Regions from separate parts of the Mus musculus genome. Here region 2 is linked to region 1. A link is a contact called in public promoter capture Hi-C data. All regions are on one chromosome and are shown on one strand. Each heading gives the region's core, a stretch centred on a gene start, on an enhancer-like site or on the middle of the called end of the contact. The rest is flanking DNA. Distances are from core to core; before and after follow the strand shown. Region 1 has its middle 8.1 kb from the start of Pigyl. Region 2 overlaps Bbs9 (Bardet-Biedl syndrome 9 (human)).

Region 1 (3,051 bases), core at 193-2,692:
CCACCTGCCTCTGCCTCCCGAGTGCTGGGATTAAAGGCGTGCACTACCACTGACCGGCTAAACTAAATTATTTATTTATTTATTTATTTATTTATTTATTTATTTATTGGCATGCACGTGCCACAGAGGGTCCTCCATTCTAGCTTGCAGCAGGTGGCATGAGGGGGGGGCACTGAGTCTCACGTGTTACTTTTTCGTATGTAGGTGTTTTGTCTGCATGGGTGTCAGCAGGAGATAGAGCTCAGGCAGTGGCTTTAAAGACAGCTGAGGACAGCCATGTGACTGCTGGAAATCAAACCTGGGTCCTCTTAATCACTAAGCCAACTCCCCAGCCCTTTGTTTCCCTTTTTAATGAAAAACTGCGACTCAAACGAGTAACGCCCTTAAAGGTGACACCAGCCAGCCAGGAAAGGAAGTACTTAGGAGTTGTACCTCAAGGGCAAGGGACCCAGAAAAAGGTTTCAAAAAAACCTTAATTTCAATGTCTGTGCCCAGGAAGACACTGAGAGGGCAGGTCTACACATCTTACAGTTCCAGAAAGCTTCATGCAGACAGCAACAAAACACAGAGCTTTGTAACAGCCATTCGGCCAAATCTGGAATCCTTTCCCTGTAACCCCACCAACTGGAAAGCTGAGACAGACAGGATTATTAGTTTGAGACCATCCTGAATTGCAAAGTGAAACTTGTACAATGCATACATGCTAATACACACACACACACACACACACACACACACACACACACACACTGGAGATACAGTTCAATGATAAAGCTCAAAGCCCTGGGTCCTGTCCTCAGCACTGCAAAGATCAGTCAACCAACCAAACCAACCTTGCCCTAAAGAAAAGTTGTAATTAAAATAGCGTGTGTGTGTAGGATGTAGAAAAGTCACCAGATGCGATTGTACAGATTTGTAATCGAAATACTTGGGACTTGGGAGGTGAAGACCAGAGGATGAGGAGTTAGCATGGAGAGAGTACTGACCAGCAGGCTGGAAGCCATGCATCCACCCCCAGTACCGCTTAAACCCAGGCTAGAAGAGACTAGAAACCCTGCGGAGAGAGTGGGGGTTGGGGGGGGGGGCGGATGAGAGAGGGGAAAGAAAAAAAAAAAAAAAGACAGTGACCTGGAGAGGGGTTGCTGCTACTGGAAATGTGGAAAGGGGGAACCGGAAACGAAGGCCTCCACTGGCTGCTGATTTTGAAAAGCTACGCTGGAATAGGGTCGCTAATTTGAGACCTCCGGTAAACAGAGACAACACTGGGGAAGTCGGCGCCACTTAGGGAGCAGTGATGGGCTGGGGACCCTCAGGCCACAGCTCTTGCACACTCAGCAGCCAGGATGCAGCTGCCGCCACGCCCACTCCACGGCGGTGCGGAGAGCAGAGCCCGGCGGAGCCAAACCGAAGCGAGCCGAGCCGGTGGCAAACTGGGGCGCAGACTCCCGAGTGACGCAGCGTCACGCAGCAGTCACTCCCCGGCTGCACTCACCATCGCGTCCTCCCGGAGGTCCTAAGAATGCCTCCCTCCCGGTTCCCGGTTCCCCGCAGGGCACAGCAGGACCCGGGCGGGGGCAGACAGCCTGAGTGACAACTACCGAGACAGACCCGACCACCCGAGCCTCGCGAGTGAGAGACTCAGTCTCTTTGGTGGCTTTGCGTGGCAGCGTCCCGCCCCGGCTAGCGGCGCGTCTCCTTGGACAGTTACTGCAGTCCCGCCCCTTCGCCCTGCGCATCGAGGGGAGAAAAACTAGGGTTAAATTTGCTCAAGACAATTGCTCAGGTTGCTGTGGATTGCAACCCCTTTGGGGGCTGGAGACGGGGATCGAAAGACCCTGTTAAAAAGGGTCGTTTTACGAGCATCACAAGACACAGGGTTTTGTTTTGTTGTTTTAAGACACGGTTTCTCTGTATGACCCTGGCTCTCCTGGAACTCACTCTGTAGTAGAGGCTGGCCTCTAACTCAGAAATCCGCCTGCCTCTGCTGGGATTAAAGGAGTGTGCCTCTGTCACCGAGCTAAAACATATATTTACATTACAATTCATAACACTAGCAAAGTCATAGTTATGAAGTAGCTATGAAAATAATTGTATGGCTTGGGGTTACCATAACATAAGGAACTATATTTAAGGGTCGCAGCATTAAGAAGGCTGAAACCATTGCTCTAGAATCTCAAGTCGATTGGGGCTACTGAGGAGAAACATAAAGGCTTTTTTATTTTTTATTTTTTGGACATAGGGTCTCATGTAGCCCAGACTGGCCTCAAGTAAGCTGTGTGGCCGAGGATGTACTTGAACTCCTGGTCCTTCTGTCTCTTGAACGCTGGGATTACAGGTGTGTATGCTTTCATACCCAGCTGGGTTTATGGTGTGTTGGGGATGTCACCGAGGGCCTTCTTCCTGGTAGCCACTCTACCCAAAAGGCTCTACCTCTAGTCATTGGCTTCCAACTCCCTGAGTACTCAAATTTCTTTCATGGGCCACCAGGACACCTTTCTGAGTCACTAAGGAGTGTGGTCCCATTAGTTTTTCGGTAGACGGGTCATGACGGTATTAATAGATCACCTGTGTTGTCTTTCAGGAACTCTGAGCTTGCTTTTGTTCATCTCAAACTACTAAAAGTTTTAGAACAGGATCGATGGAAAGTAAGAGGCGGACCTCCACAGAGGTCCTTTGGCCAGGACAATGAAGGATATTTACATTACAATTCATAACACTAGCAGAGTCATAGTTATGAAGTAGCTATGAAAATAATTTTATGGCTTGGGGTCAGAGCTTGGGGTTTTGTAGGACAGCAAAGGGAAGTTCGGGGTGGATGATCCCATCTGCAGATCTGTTACCTCGAGAAGCCTCGGCGGTGTAGATACAGAGGAACACCGGTGTGGTCCGAGCTCCGGTGTGCAGATGTTATCAGCCTGTCCGGTTTCCCAGTCAATAACCCTTCAGAAAACACCCACTGCTCATTACTAAGGGCAGAATGCCTGTGAGGAAACCAGAGATGTAACTTCAGTTAACAGAGTCCTTCCTTGCCTAGGATTCAAGAATCCCTGG
Region 2 (3,326 bases), core at 601-3,100, 330 kb before region 1:
GTGTTCTGCTGGAGCACCACGTTGTAAGGCTCCTGGCCCTGCTCTAGGTGGGGCTATGGAGCACTGCTCCGAGAAAGAGAACAGATAAAACACCACAACCCGTCATCCGGAACCTGGTGCTCTGTCCTAGACTGCTTCCGTTGGTGCAATAAAACACTGACCAAAACCATGAACAGAAGGGAAGGGTTTGCTGGGCTTAAAGGTTAGTCTGTCATGGGCATGAGTCGGGGCAGTAACCAGGAATGAGGAAGAAGAAGAAGAGACCACAGAGGAACACACACCCTCCTCCATGGCTGGCTCAATCTGCTTTCTTACACAGTCCAGGACCACCTGCTGGGGATGGTACCACCCACAGTTCGCTGGGGCCTCTAACACCCATCATTGATCAAGAAAATGCCCCGCATACACGTTCCAGGCCACTCTGATAGAGCTAACTCCTGAATTGAGAGTCCCTCACTCTCAGTGAGGTGACTGTGGTTCATATCAAGTTGACAGAAACAAAGCAGCACATGAGCATTACCCATAACCCTCTGGTGGACTAGTCATCTGCTGCCATTGGCCACCCAGACTAAAAGGAGAAATGACAACATATGAAAGTTGGCTTTTTCTACAGACACTGGATAATTTAAAACACATCTATGGTACATTTGAAGATCAAAAAGTCAGACTCTGCAGAAAGAATTAACATTTATATCAGTGGAACTTATCACTAAGAATCAAATCCAAAGACAATTTCTTTGGCTTTTAAACTGTAGTAACACAAAGTAGACAAATCTTGGCTCTCTTAGGTAAAAGTAATGATATTGATCAGAAATAACGGGGCTATGGGTTCATAACAAAATTACTAGAGTCTGGAAAGCTCGTTCCTTATCGAGTTCCCTTGCATGCTGTCATGCCTTAGACACCATCACACCCATCATACCTCACCAAATAGCTAAGACTTGATTTCAATTGAGCCCTTCAAAAATCAGAGGTGGAGGCCTAGGGGGACAGCTCAGCAGTTGGAGCCTTTGTCACCTTTCTGGAGGACCTGGGTTCTATTCCCAGCACCCACACAGTTGCTCTAAATCTTCTTTAACTCCAGTTCCGGGGGATCTGAATCCTGTGCTCTTTTCTGGCCTCTGAGGGTACCAGGCTCACACATGGTACACAGACATACATGAAGGCAAAATAAAATAATAAAAATAATAAAATTGAAAAATCAGAGGCAATGAGAATGGTCAAGTCCACAGATAATAACCTAAGTTCAAAAGAAAATTGTAAACTTATGATTTTTAAAAGGCCTGCCTATTACAATAACCAGATCTCAGATTAAGGTTTTACTCACAGATTTCAAGCTATGATAAATCCATTCATTCAAATGAGATTGCCTGGGAAGCATTAACTGAAAAGCCATTAAGACCACTTCTGCCTTCTCCCCACCTCCTTGAGTAATAGTTTAAGAAAGCACATTTATCACATTACTTAAGGCCTTTTCCCTCACTTACAAGCATAAACATTTCAGGTCAGTGAAAAACGGCCACCACAAGCTTCTAGACAGTCACAACTTCTTGCCCATTGTCACACATAAGTCAGAATCAGAGTCACATGACCAATGACAGTCTGTCTATTATCATTGCTGTTATACCCCATATACCTAATATGAACTTTAAATGAACAGGTTTTTTTTTTCCAGTAAACAACAAGTTTTGCCTTCATGTACACATGTCTGTGGGCTACATGTGTGCCTGGTGCCCACAGAGGCCAGAAAACAGCATCAAATTTCCTGGAACTGAAGTTACAGACAATTGTAAGCTGCCAAATAACTTCGGGGAATTGAAACCTGCCCTCTGGACAAACATTGTGCAAATGTGACTTTTATTCACCTGATATAACTGTCATCTCCGAAGCTTACTGCCTCCATCTGTTAACTTAGACCTAGTCCTGGAAGCTTCTGGCCTCCATACAATCACATCTAGGCCTCAGATGTTTTCAGCCTCTGAGACTTGCTACTGAATAAGTTCACACCTTCCCCAGTTCTTTCTGATCCCCGGCTGGCTGGTTCAACTCAGCTGTTTGGCTCTAACTCCACTCAAAGCTGGCTGATTCAATATGGCTTCTCTCAGTTTCTCACTAAACCGCTCTGCTTGGCCTCATACTAACTTTGACAACATGTTCTAATCTTCTGGCTCCTTCTCGTTCTCTGGCTCACTCTGCCTTCACCTGTGTCTAGCTTGCTTCTGCAAAACTCTCCTGGTAAACCTGCTCACTCTCTCTCTATCTCACCCCAACCACACTGCTCTTTCATAAGTAGCTTCCCTTTCCTCTCTCTTCACATGAGAGTTGGGTGTATTCTATTCTATCAAATCTTTCTCTGGTTTGTCACTTTTCTGCCACTCTATTAGACAATCACTTTTAAACATGGGTGCGTCCATCTACAAACTAACTTTACCTTCATTGTTTGAGATTAGAGGTGTATACTAAGCGTGTCTATATTCCAGACAGATGAATCAAAGGTGTGTACTGTACTAAGGGATGAGCCACACACCACAACCAGAAACAGTTTTTTTTTCCCAGTAAACAACACACTGTGATCAAATACCCTGCAACTGCACTATATGCTCTTAACCACTGAGTCATCTCTCCTGCCTCTAATATAAATTGTCCTAGGATCCTTCTCTACCAGACTGTGGTGGTTTCAATGAGAATGGTGTCCACAGGATCACAAATTTGAATGATTGGTCACAAGGGTGTGGCACTATTTGAAAGAATTAGGAGGGATGGCCTTATTGGAGAAAGTATGACATTGGAGATCGTCTTTGAGGTTTCAAAAGCCTAAGCCAGGCCCAGGGGCATTCTCTTCCCACTGTCTGAAGATCTGAATGCGGAACTCTCAGCTATTCCTCCAGTACTGTGTCTGCCTGCATGCCACCATGCTTGTGATACACAAGTTATTCAAACATAGCACTAATTTCACACTGTAACTATATAGAACTTGACCCTTTTTAAAGACTTGAACACATGACTATGCAGAGAAGCAAGCAATGTAAGGCTAGGACAGTAGCTGGTTTCTCTAAAGCAAAATGAAAGCAATGGCGCAGCGACTGTCTCCCCTCAGTAGCAGAATCCGTGTGTCCTCATCATGGCATCGATGCTTTCGCGCTCCACTAGAAGAGCACATTGTTTCTGCTGTAAAGGATTTCGAAAAGGAATTTTTCAGATTCCGTATCTTACTACCTCAACCCTAGACCACCCTATGTGGAAGCAAACCGAATGGTGCTATGTGATTTGTCTACTAATTCCACCAAGTAATATCACAGCATGAACAAAGCCCACACGATATAAAT

Evidence for each region. Promoter capture Hi-C pulls out the DNA fragments that hold promoters and counts their contacts.
Region 2: a contact with region 1 is called in a promoter capture Hi-C map of liver, with 2.6 times the contacts expected there. The contact joins two enhancer-like sites. A contact is called at or near these places in 3 of 39 promoter capture datasets (liver, neutrophils and pre-B cells) and 1 of 115 datasets of contacts at active chromatin or transcription factors (double positive thymocytes).

The regions. Positions count from the first base shown.
Region 1 is chr9:22,163,427-22,166,477 of GRCm38.p6, reverse strand. No RefSeq gene overlaps it. Among named protein-coding and RNA genes, the nearest start is that of Pigyl, 8.1 kb to the right of the region's middle. Within about 2 kb of position 1,442, at least 232 of the 459 cell types and tissues checked have an H3K27ac peak or open chromatin away from gene starts, as enhancers often do. A contact at or near this core is called in liver, where this site is marked.
Region 2 is chr9:22,491,350-22,494,675 of GRCm38.p6, reverse strand. All of the region lies in intron 2 of Bbs9 (Bardet-Biedl syndrome 9 (human)), which reads right to left. Among named protein-coding and RNA genes, the nearest start is that of Bbs9, 17 kb to the right of the region's middle. Within about 2 kb of position 1,850, at least 2 of the 459 cell types and tissues checked have an H3K27ac peak or open chromatin away from gene starts, as enhancers often do. A contact at or near this core is called in liver, where this site is marked.